4 separate regions of the Mus musculus genome follow, and regions 1, 2 and 4 are each linked to region 3. The links are chromatin contacts, called in public HiChIP or PLAC-seq and Micro-C maps. All regions are on one chromosome and are shown on one strand. The core of a region is the stretch at or near the end of the contact, and the rest is flanking DNA. Distances in the headings are between cores, read along the strand shown.

The links. A called contact is a pair of places that touch in the nucleus more often than the background predicts. HiChIP or PLAC-seq counts read pairs in DNA pulled down with a chosen protein or histone mark.
Region 1: a contact with region 3 is called in a Micro-C map of embryonic stem cells, with 2.3 times the contacts expected there. The contact joins the promoter of Tex19.2 here to the promoter of Mcrip1 in region 3. A contact is called at or near these places in 8 of 39 promoter capture datasets (the SN4741 cell line, cranial neural crest, embryonic stem cells and 5 more) and 1 of 484 Hi-C or Micro-C datasets (embryonic stem cells).
Region 2: an HNF4G HiChIP or PLAC-seq map of pancreatic cancer cells shows a contact between it and region 3. The contact joins the enhancer-like site here to the promoter of Mcrip1 in region 3. A contact is called at or near these places in 6 of 39 promoter capture datasets (embryonic stem cells, fetal liver, hippocampal neurons and 3 more) and 1 of 115 datasets of contacts at active chromatin or transcription factors (pancreatic cancer cells).
Region 4: a contact with region 3 is called in an HNF4G HiChIP or PLAC-seq map of pancreatic cancer cells. The contact joins the promoter of Ogfod3 here to the promoter of Mcrip1 in region 3. A contact is called at or near these places in 2 of 39 promoter capture datasets (the SN4741 cell line and stem cell-derived epiblast-like cells) and 1 of 115 datasets of contacts at active chromatin or transcription factors (pancreatic cancer cells).

What each region holds. Positions count from the first base shown.
Region 1 is chr11:121,117,007-121,119,940 of GRCm38.p6, reverse strand. Tex19.2 (testis expressed gene 19.2) reads left to right here and starts at 1,264. Exons shown (of 3, transcript NM_027622.3): 1 at 1,264-1,753; 2 at 2,041-2,114; 3 at 2,245-2,934. The coding sequence starts at 2,321.
Region 2 is chr11:121,089,934-121,092,821 of GRCm38.p6, reverse strand. It overlaps a transcript of Sectm1a not described here. Among named protein-coding and RNA genes, the nearest start is that of Sectm1a, 10 kb to the right of the region's middle. Within about 2 kb of position 1,596, at least 50 of the 459 cell types and tissues checked have an H3K27ac peak or open chromatin away from gene starts, as enhancers often do. A contact at or near this core is called in pancreatic cancer cells, where this site is marked.
Region 3 is chr11:120,548,291-120,550,997 of GRCm38.p6, reverse strand. It overlaps Mcrip1 (MAPK regulated corepressor interacting protein 1), which reads left to right and starts at 1,271. Exons shown (of 5, transcript NM_001033231.4): 1 at 1,271-1,341. Ppp1r27 (protein phosphatase 1, regulatory subunit 27) reads left to right here. Exons shown (of 3, transcript NM_026814.3): 1 at 1-134; 2 at 236-386; 3 at 669-1,023. The coding sequence ends at 792.
Region 4 is chr11:121,203,214-121,205,913 of GRCm38.p6, reverse strand. It overlaps Ogfod3 (2-oxoglutarate and iron-dependent oxygenase domain containing 3), which reads left to right and starts at 1,266. Exons shown (of 9, transcript NM_025402.2): 1 at 1,266-1,425. The coding sequence starts at 1,352. It also overlaps a transcript of Hexdc not described here.

The DNA of each region.
Region 1 (2,934 bases), core at 15-2,514, 570 kb before region 3:
CATGGAGGAATATTCTTTACTGGCTTGCTTCCCCTGGCTTGCTCAGCCTGCTTTCTTATAGAACCCAAGACTACCAGCCCAGGGATGGTCCCACCCACAAGGGGCCTTTCCCCCTTGATCACTAATTGAGAAAATGCCTTACAGCTAGATCTCATGGAGGCATTTCCTCAACTGAAGCTCCTTTCTCTGTGATAACTCCAGCTGTGTCAAGTTGACACACAAAGCCAGCCAGTACAAATCCCAATAATTCTTTTTTTTTAAGTTTTATTTTTATTTGTATTTGTGTGTGTGGGGGGGGGTATGAGTGTGCCATGTGTGTATAGGTGAAGTAGCTAGAAGAGGATATCCGACCCCCTGGGGCTAGAACTTAAGCCTGTTGTGAGCCACTTCTCCAGTACAAGACATTTTTGAATAAGAATGGCCACCATAGGCTCATATATTTGATTGCTTAGTCATGGGACGTACATTTCTAACTGTGATCTGGCAATATTTATTTGTTTGTTTATTTTTGTTTTTTTAAGACAGTGCTGTGTGGCACTGGCTGTCTTGGAACTCACGCTCTAGTATCTTTTTAAAAAGATTCCTCAGGAACCCTGCTCCCTTTCAGACAAAAAAAAAGAGGTTGAAGCGAGAGGGTAGCCCAGCGTGATGCAACTCTTCACTCAAGCTTGGATTCTTTCAGTCTCCGACTGTGATAGATCAGTTTTTCGCGCGAATGGCCATTTACTTCTCATTGTTTTGGGCACAACTGCCATTTTCCAGGACTTGCAAGCTCATGTGGCTTCAGACTCCACTTGGTCCTGAAGGAAGAGCTTTTGGAAAACTGTGCCAGCTCTCACACACTACAACTAGCTCACAACGTGGCTTTTGTGCTTCTCTGGGTGTATTCAAAGGAGACAAAAGCTTAAGTTTAGAAGACCAATGCAAAACTGGTAATAGCTTTTTAAAATACCAAATTACCAAACCCCAGAAAGCAACCAGATCTTCTACAAGAAGTGAGTGGATAAAGGGATTTATTCTTTTAATGGAGTATTACTGAAGTGAAACTGGCCCTGTGATGACAGAGGAACGTCACTACACCAGTGTCCACCCCTGTGGGGTGTCCAGAGTGGACTGCGGCAGATTTTAACAAATAAACCTCTGTGTGGTCAAGGTTGAGCTCCAGAGGCTGCTGGAAACCTTGTATCTTATGCTTGGTTTTTCCTCTGAGTCCCAGACTCCTCTAAGGATAAACTCTACAAAGAATTTCTTTAAAGAGTCTGAGAACAAAAAGACCCAGAGAGGGGCAACTGTGCTTAGCCTGCAGTTGAGAACTGAGCGAGCAGTTTCCCAAGTGTTAAAGAACTTTTTACTAAAGAGACAGGGAAGAAGGAATCGACTTTTCCAAACAAGATGTGCTGCGGGCCCAGCTCTGAACCCAGGCCTTCGAGTCCCTCGAAGGCACAGGGATGGGGACATCGGGCACCGCTAGAGCACACAGGAAGCACACAGGGTGCTCAGGTGTCCGCAGGGGAGCAGCGCATGCGCGCTGTAGGGGGCGCCAGGCCTCATGTGCACCTTGGGGGCCAGAGTGACTCAGCGCCTTCGCTTCCTGCTGCTTTGGGGCCTCATGGGAGATATGTAAATGAGCTGGAGCATCATGGCCGTTGACCCTTTATAAGGCCTTGTTGGTCCTCGCTCGGTGTTCAGTGCTCAGTGAGGAGAGCCTGGCTTTGGAGTCCCTTAGCTGGCACCTGGGCGCTCAGTCAGGGAGGTAAGGATGGAAAGGGACTGGGCCGAGGGCTGGGCCGGGTGAGCACGGTGGGCAGAGAGGAGATACTCCTGACGTAGGCTTCCCGGCCTCTTTGGTTGGTAGCCGGGTGCAAGTGTGAGGTCGGGGCCTTGAGCCCTGAGGACAACTCTGATGTCACCCCAGCCTGTCCAGAGTGAGCAGGGAGCCCCGGGGGCCAGAGCTCCAACACCCTCTCCTCAAGGGGGGCCCTGCAGCAGCCCGGGGGCTGGGGTGGGGGGAGGCAAACCTCATTTCCTCTGCCTTTCAAGCTCTCCAGACATTGGAGCAAGTGTGAAGCTGAAGAAGTTTCTGGAAGCTCAAGCCTGTCTACTTCTCCAGAGAGGTATTCATTTAATTCTCACCCAGTTCTCGTACCACTGCCCCGTATCCTGCAGCCCCAAAGCCCCTAGACCTCCTACTGTGCCCTGTTTTCTCCCGTTTCTCTCATTCTCACCTTTTCCACCTATTTCTAGCCTCTATGGTCCTACTGAGACCATCGAGCAAGTCTTCCTCTGTGTGTCCGCTTAGCTGCAGACAGACTTCTTGACCATGTGTCCCCCAGTCAGCGTTCGCCATGGGGCCAAGGGCATGTCCTGCCTCTATGGGGCGTGGCTGTACCATCTTGTCCATGGGGAACAGATGAAGATCTGCTTTGCTTGCTTCAAGGCAGCTTTCCTCGTCGTTAAGAACATGCTGGAGATGGGAGACTGGGAAGAAGGAGTGTGGGATGCTGAGCCCATGGAACTCTCAGAGGCATCGTCTGAGCCCGAGGAATGGCCCGGGCTTAGTGGGGGAGAGGGCCAAGGTCATCTGCCACATGGCATCTCTGTCTCTGCAGGCTCTGGGGCTCAGGGACCCCAGCCTGTGCCCACTGAGCTGGGGCCTCAGGAAGCTGTACCCCTGGATCTGGGTCCTGAGGATGCTGAGTGGACCCAGGCCCTTCCCTGGAGATTTGATGGGCTTTCACCCTGCTCCCACTGGCTCATCCCTCCTTTGTCCTGGTGGGAGATTTTCAATGTAAGCCCATCTCCTGGGCAACCTGTATTGTTGGAGTTGAGCCCCACCTGGCCCATGGACCCGTTGGAAGCAGAAGCATGGTTGGTAGGCCTGAAGTTCGTTTTCCTTCTGGGTGGCTTTGACGCCATTTGCTACATGCTGTCAAT
Region 2 (2,888 bases), core at 347-2,846, 540 kb before region 3:
AGGACCATCAGGTAAAAGTCTTGTTTCAGGAGGGTGCAGGTTGCTGCAGTTCTACGTTGGGGGCTGAGGCTGGGCCTTCAGGCCCGGCTCTCCTGCCATTGGCGTGGCTGGGAAGACTGACAGACGGTTTTGCCTGTCAGTGGTTGGTGAAGGTCCCACTTAGTGAAGGACATGCTCGGCCTTCCTTTTGAGCTGGACCGTAAGATGCACGGAGAGTAGTCCCAGTTCTCAGCTTGGACTTTTCTGTCTTCAGATCAGAGTTGTGGATAAGTGTATAGGATCAAGAGTTCACATTGTGATGAAGAGTGATAAAGAAATTGTTGGCACATTTCTAGGATTTGATGACTTTGTCAATATGGTGTTGGAAGATGTCACAGATTTTGAAATTACACCAGAAAGAATTACAAAGTTAGATCAAATTCTAAATGGTGGTTCCTGGAGGAGGGCTGAAGGATGAATGGATTTCCTAGACTTATGCTAGATTCCGGCTTTTTTTTTTCCCCAAAACCATTTTTTGGGCTTTTTTTTTTTGTTTTTTGTTTTGTTTTTTGGGTTTTGTTTTGTTTTTTGTTTTTTTGTTTTTTTGTTTTTTTGGTTTTTTGTTTTTTTGTTTTTTTTGTTTTTTGTTTTTTGTTTTTTGTTTTTTGTTTTTTGTTTTGTTTTGAGACAGGGTTTCTCTCTGTAGCCCTGGCTGTCCTGGAACTCACTTTGTTACCAGGCTAGCCTCGAACTCAGAAATCTGCCTGCCTCTGCCTCCCGAGTGCTTTTTCAAACCTTTAACATTTAGATTCTATAAAGTGAAGTTTCCATTAAAGGGAAACTCTTTGAAGATATACATCCATTTTTCTAAGCTAGTCATGGTTAATTTGGGAAGTTTTGTTTTGTCTTTTTTTTTTTTTTAGGTATTTTCTTCATTTACATTTCCAGTGCTATCCCAAAAGTCCCCCATACCCTCCCCTCCCCACTCCCCTACCCACCCACTCCCACTTCTTGGCCCTGGCTTTTCCCTGTACTGAGGCATATAAAGTTTGCAAGACCAATGGGCCTCTCTTTCCAATGATGGCCGACTAGGCCATCTTCTGATACATATGTAGCTAGAGACACGAGCTCCAAGGGGGTACTGGTTAGCTCATATTGTTGTTCCACCTATAGGGTTGCAGATCCCTTTAGCTCCTTGGGTACTTTCTCTAGCTCCTCCATTGGGGGCCCTGTGATCCATCCAATAGCTGACTGTGAGCATCCACTTCTGTGTTTGCTAGGCCCCGGTTGTCTTGTTTTTTTAAAGACTAAAAAAATAAAGATGTTTTTGGTGAAAGAAAGAAAGAGAGAGAGAGAGAGAGAGAGAGAGAGAGAGAGAGAGAGGGAGGAAGGAAGGAAGGAAGGAAGGAAGGAAGGAAGGAAGGAAGGAAGGAAGGAAGGAAGGAAGGTGGAGGAGGTAGGGAGAGAATGAATTTAAATTCCTGCAGGACATCGAACGCCCTGGCTGAGAGTGGCCTAAGGAAGGACTTGCCAGCCACCCCTCAGGAGAGGGTTAGCTCAGCTCTGATCGCTCTCCTGGATCTCGTGACTTTGTTTTACTCTCTGACACCACAGAGCTTAACATAGCTAAAGGAAACAATGAAAAGAAACTGGAAGCTTTCACTTTCCCCTCCCTCTCCATGACTCAGACTGTGGGTTTCCTTCTGCTAATTCCTGCCTCCGGAACGTGATTCCTGTAACAGCAATGCTAAGTCTAGGATGTCAACAGAAGACAGGTGCTGAGAGCTGCCTGCAAGTCTGATCTTGTTGGGGAGATTTGTATATCTGCCATTTTGTTGTTTGTTTTAAGAAAGTACTCTCAAAAGAACTTAAGAAACCTACAAGAGCAGAGTAAGGGACAACTGATGCTAAGCAAACAGGTGCGCAGTGTGGGTGTAAGGCCAAGTCTTGGAGTAAGAGCCTATTACTCCGCTTATGCAAAACACAGTGGCTAAGGGAGCCTGGGGGCGGTAGGAAAATACCTCTCAGGGATATTCTGGCACAAAGAGCCAGTTTTATTTTTATTTATTTATTTATTTATTTATTTATTTATTTATTTTGAGGCGGATTTCAAGTAGCTGAGGCTGGCCTTGAACCTTTGTACTTCCTGCATTCATCTCCCAAATACTGGGAATATGTGTGCCAACATACCCAGCTGATATGAGAGGCAACTTTTTCCTCTTTGTGTTTGTCTATACATGCCTGTGCACATGAATGTAGACCAGAACTGCCCACCTTGTTTTGAGACAGGGTCTCTTGATGGCCTTGAGTTGACAAATGGCTGGGAGCCATCGTATGGGTGGCTGGGAACTGGACCCAGATTCTCTGCTTGAATTCTAGGGTTCAAATCCCAGTCTTCATTCTACTACTCAGTCTACTGAACTAGCTCCCAGTCCTGCCAAAGTTCACTAAATATCAGTGTGGTCACGCCCTTCACCTACAGTCTGCTACCTGTCTGATGTTTTATCCTTTGTCAACAATGTGTGGGGTACACTTATCTCCTCATATACTTATCTCCTCCTCTTATCACCTTGGGAAAATCCACCCATTGCTAAGAAAAGATCTGTAATTTCAGCACTTGAGAGTCAAAGGCAGGAGGATCAGAAGTTCAAGAGCCACTCAGCAATTCAAGGCAAGCTAAGCTACCTGAGATCATTTCTGAAAAATAATAGTAAAAGGGGGGGGCACACAGAGGCAGGGGGCTGTGCAGGGGCTGGGGCACACAGGGACTGGGGGTTCACAGGAGCTGGGGGTGTGCAGGGGATATGTGTGTGTGCAAGGGCTGGGGGACACAAAGGGACTGGAGGTGCACAGGGTGTGCAGGGGCTGGGGTGTGTGTGCAGGGGCTGGGGAGCACTCAGGGACTGGGA
Region 3 (2,707 bases), core at 22-2,521:
GATGTTGGCCGATCGGAGCGTGCGCTTCCCTAACGATGTTCTCTTCTTGGACCACATTCGACAAGGCGACCTGGAGCAGGTGGGACGCTTTATCCGGGCTCGGAAAGTCTCCCTAGACACTATCCATCCCTCAGGTGAGTAGATAACTGAGAGTCTGGCCTTCTGTCCATAAGGAGGCAGGGGAGATCCTCTTCTGAGGGTTACAGCTTTGACCCTGTGTTCCCACCCTGCCCAGGACTGGCTGCTCTGCATGAAGCTGTGCTCTCTGGAAACCTAGAGTGTGTGAAGTTGCTAGTCAAATACGGGGCTGACATTCACCAGCGGGATGAGACAGGCTGGACACCACTGCACATCGCTTGCAGTGATGGGTACCCTGACATAGCCAGGTGAGACTATGGAATGTGGTTCAGAGGTTTCATCCTAATCTCTCCAGGTGGACCCCCCCAAAATATGGCTCTGAGGATGTAGGCATCAACTCAGGGATTCTGGCAGTTTCTACCCGATTGCAACATTAGAGCAAGCCGGAAAATCTGGCCACAGCTTCCAAGGGGTCAGGTTTCTTCCTCCTCACTCTGCCTGGAAAAAACAAACAGGTGACCCCAATATTCTAGCCTTTTGGCCCCGGAGTGGGCTGAGTAGGCTTTAACCACCTGCCCTTCACACCTCAGGTATCTCATCTCTTTGGGGGCAGACAGAGATGCAGCCAATGATGATGGCGATCTGCCCTCCGACCTTATTGACCCGGACTTCAAAGACTTGGTGGAACTCTTCAAAGGAACCAGCATGGACTGAGCCAGGAGAGCCCTTTGGGGCTTGCGCCTCCTTGGAGAAGTGGCAAGCACCTTGCCCCAAGGACTAGAGTGCCCACTGGATGTGCAGTGAGGCAGCCAGGCTGGTTAGGACTTGTGGGGAACGACCCTCTTGCCCCTATACCCATTTCTCTGGCCTGGCTTTTTCTCCAGGTTTGTTTGTTTTTTAATGGTGATACTTTTTACTTTTTCAATAAACATAATTCCCAAGCTGTGATGATGACTTGATTAGCGCAGTCCAGTACAAAACCATCGCCAGGTACGCGGGGGCTCGCTGGCAGCGCAGGGCCGGGGAAATGCGTGTCCGGGGCCGGTGCGCCGATGTTCTTGTTCAGAGATGCCCGGCAACCCCTCCCTTCCCCCGACACCCACCCGTGTTTCCGGGACGACCTCGCGCGCCTCCGACCTCGCCGCACTCCGTTCGCCAGCGATCACGTGGCCCGCGCCGTTTGCGCCTGCGCGCCGCGTCACTTCCGGCCGGCCCACTGGAAGCGGCGGCGGCGGCGGCAGCGGCGGCGGCGAGGAGGGCGAGGTGAGGAAGGCGCGGCGCGGAGGCACGGCGGGGCGGGGCGCTGCAGGCTCCGTGGGACCTTGGCCGCCCCGCCCCGCCCCGCCCTGGTGTCGCTGGGTCGCCTGGCCTGAGCGGGGAGAGACAAGGCCGGTGTCTCCACGGAGTGCGGACGTGGCGGCCGCCCCCCCACCTCCCCGGGAACCGACGCCCGCGGTCCCGGGGCAGCCTCTGAGGGCGCTCCCTGCTTTTGAGCTGCGCAGGCCAGCCTCCCCAAACCGCGCCGGTGTCCTTGCCGGCTACCTGCCCTGCCCACATCCCAGTTGTCCTGATGCAGTGGCTCTGCGCAAGCCCGGGGCCTGTCTGTGGGCAAGCTGGACATGCTGGTGGCCGGAAGTATCGTACCCTGTTGACAAAAGCAGCCCAGATCCTGGGGTGGTCGTCCGAGATAAAATGGTCTTCCCTCTGGACGCCATGTTTCAAACACAGGGCAGGCTCAAGCAAAGGCCCCCAGTGAGTTGAGATCAGCTGGTGGATTTCTGGGGAGTGTCCAGGACGTTTAGACAGCGATGTGACAGGAGTGCAACGAGAGCCAGGTCCTTCAGGAGAAGGAGTCTGGGTTTGGGTCCATTTAGGGAATATCTAATAGTTTGCTAGTCCCGGGAAAGAATAGGATACACGTTCTAGGTCTGATGACCTGCCACTGTCATCTGGAAGCAGGCCCGAGCTGTCACAGCACTGTGGCTCCTGCTTGGCTGGTCAGTCGCTATAAGCCTCACAATTTGAAGCAGGGAGTGGTGGCACACACCTGTCATGCCAACTCTTTGTGTGGTGGAATCAGAAGGATCAGAAATGTAAGACTAGCCAGGGCTACATGAGACCTTTTTTCTAAAAGGGGTGGGAAGAGGAAAGAAGGAAACAACAACATTTGGATAGTAGACGTTTCAGAAGAACAGAGTGACCAGCCATTGCACCATTGATTGTAGTGAGGGACCACTCGCATTGTCACTGTGGTGGGTAGCAAAGTGTGACCATTTAGCATCATGTGCCTGGCATATTGGATGTATTTAGAAGAGTTGATGTGGTCCTGGATCTGTCCCCCTACCCTGCCTTCCAAAGCCCTGGGTCCTATAGAAGTGGAGAGTTCTATAGAGAATAAACCCATTCCGGATCTCTCCCAGTAGAGGGGCTGTGAGCAGACCCACACGGGTGTCACTGGGAAGCAGCATTTCAGAGAGTTTAGGAACCTGATGTAGGATGCAGACAGGAGCTGAGGCAAACTCAGAGATAATGAGCACCCAGCACCCTAGCCAGTTTCTGCAGCCTTGAAGGCCCTGGAGTGTGTCGGGGCTGGGAGTCATTCAGATCAGCTCTCAGGTGACAGCTGTGA
Region 4 (2,700 bases), core at 17-2,516, 650 kb before region 3:
AGAAGCAAGTTGGGGAGGAAAGGGTTTATTCGGCTTACACTTCCATACTGCTGTTCATCACCAAAGGAAGTCAGGACTGGAACTCAAGCAGGTCAGGAAGCAGGAGCTGATGCAGAGGCCATGGAGGGATGTTCTTCATTGGCTTGCCTCACCTGGCTTGCTCAGCCTGCTCTCTTATAGAACTAAGACTACCAGCCCTGAGATGGTCCCACCCACAAGGGGCCTTTCCCCCTTGATCACTAATTGAGAAAATGCCTTACAGTTGGATCTCATGGAGGCATTTCCTCAACTGAAGCTCCTTTCTCTGTGATAACTCCAGCTGTGTCAAGTTGACACAAAGCTAGCCAGTACACCACCCCACCCCCTCCTGAGGAAGGAGGATTAAAGTTTAAGACTTGCCTGGGCTATAAAGGAAGGTCAAGGCTAGACTTTGCAACTTAATAAGACCCTGTCTCCAGACTAATAAGTAAAATAAGGACTGGATTGCTTAGTGGTACAACACTTGTCTAGCATGCAGAAGGCCTTAGGTTCAATTCCTCGTACTGAAAAACAATTAAGGCAGTGGTAATTTGGAGAGATGGTGACTAGCTCCGTGATACAGCACCGGCTGCTCATTATGCCAGGAACCCTGCGATCCACCCTGGCTACTGCAAATAACAACAACAATAACCTGAAAAGGGAATAAACTCTACATATATCAGAACTGACTATAGTTTCCATTACAGTTCATTTCTGGAGGACACTGAAGCAGTCAAGATATTAGAAACAGTTTTCCTACCTTCTGTAAAATCACAAGCGATTATTAAAAAGAATTACAGAGTTGTGCATCCAGTTGCATGATTTCACCTGCTCGTCCTGTGCAAGGACTCAAAAGTCCTAGCCTTAGGAACCACACCCCCCCTACGCTCGCCCTCAATCCCCAACCCTGCCCGACCTGCCACTCTCAGGCAGTTCAAAGTCCCTGACAGGCTTCTCAATGCAGCTCTCGGGGCCGGGGAAAGGAGAGGGCGGCGGCCGTAGGAGACAGGTCATCCGGGCCCAGCACAATCGGTGGCTGTGGGCTTGACTCACCCGCGTCGCCGCCGCAGCCCAGCTACAGGAGAAGACAGAATTCCGCAGGTGCCTCAGGGTTGCAGTGCCAAGGGCCGAGAAGGCTCCGCCTCCCCCCACCCCACCCCACCCCCGCCACCGCTCGGCCTCCGATTGCTCTCGTCTGGCCGTGAGCCGGACGAAGACCGAGCGCGTCGCTCCCGCGTCCCGACCCCGTTCCCGCCTCGCTTTCGCTGTCGCAGCTATTGCCCCGAGTTTGGTGGCTCTCGTGTCGTAGCTGGCTCTGCGACGGCTGGGCCCGATGGCGCCTCAGCGGAGGGGACCACCCAGAATTCCCGAGGGAAGTAGTGCTGCAGAGCGCCGGCGCGCGACCAGGTAGCGGGATCCTTAGGGACCGGGAGGCCGCGCGCCACAGCGGGCGGAGCCTGACTGGTGTGTGTGGGCGTGGCCACTCCGAGGGCGGGGTCGGAGGGAGGCAGAGCGTGGTCTTGATTGCTGTGTCCTTGGCAGAGTGAGGCGTGGCCATCCCAGGGGTGGGACCTAACAGGGGTGGGACGTGCTCATGACAAGGCGGGGTCTGACTCGTGTCTGGGTTGGTCCCTGGCTAGAGGTGACAGGTGGGACCAGCCCTACTGAGACTTGAGCAGGCTTAATTTAGAGAGAGGGCGTGGTAGTGTGGGCGTGATTGATGTGTTGGGGCGTGACTTGGTTAGTGTATCCTGCGGCATCCTTTCTATAGTGAAAATGTCCACGTGGCTGCCCACCTCCAAGCTCTGCACAGAGGCCCTGCCCACAGGAAACCTCTTCTTGGAGTCGAGCTGCATTCAGTCACGTGAACAGGTTTCTCTCGCTAGGGACCCTTTTTGAGCCTTTAGGACTCCCCACCCACTACATGGTCTGTCTCCTCACATCTCTGCTGGTTACCTCATCCCAGCCTTTCACACCTCACCTATCCAAAACTGGCCTTGTGAGCCTCTGTCAAACCCACACCTGAAATGGTAACTAAGAAACGGAGTCCTTAGGGACAGGGACCTAACTCTGACAATTCTGCATGTATTTTGAGACCTTTCCTGGACAGCAGAGCTCAGCCACTCTAGTTATACACACAGAAGTGTAGAGACACAGACACAGCTTCATCAGGGACCGGACCACACAGACCTGGGTCGTAGAGGAAACTTACACATATCATTTCTGACATTCTTCTGTGCTCTTTCTGGCTCCAGGTTTATGATTTGAGTTAAGTAGATATGCTTCATGTACGCTGGTTTACGTACACATGTGTTCGTGTAGAAACACAGGCTTGGGATGGGGCAGTCATATATGGATGCATGAGTGATCAGAGACTCACATGCCCTGACAATCCTCCAAATAGGTGCTCTGTGGGCTGGACAGAAATTACCTATGGTCAGCCCACAATTTTTTTGCCCATTGAAGCACATATTCAGCCCTGTCTGGTCAGAGAAGACAGGTCCATATACTGCCTGGGAAGCTCTTCTGAGGGGTGGTGATGGTGGGCATCCTGATAAGCTTGAGTTGTGGATGGAAGTAGATGCCCTACTTCCCACCAGCTGCCTCATAATTAGCTTACAAGTACTTCCCATATCTCAGGATTGATGGGATGCATCCATCTTGATCAGAGATCAGTGTAGA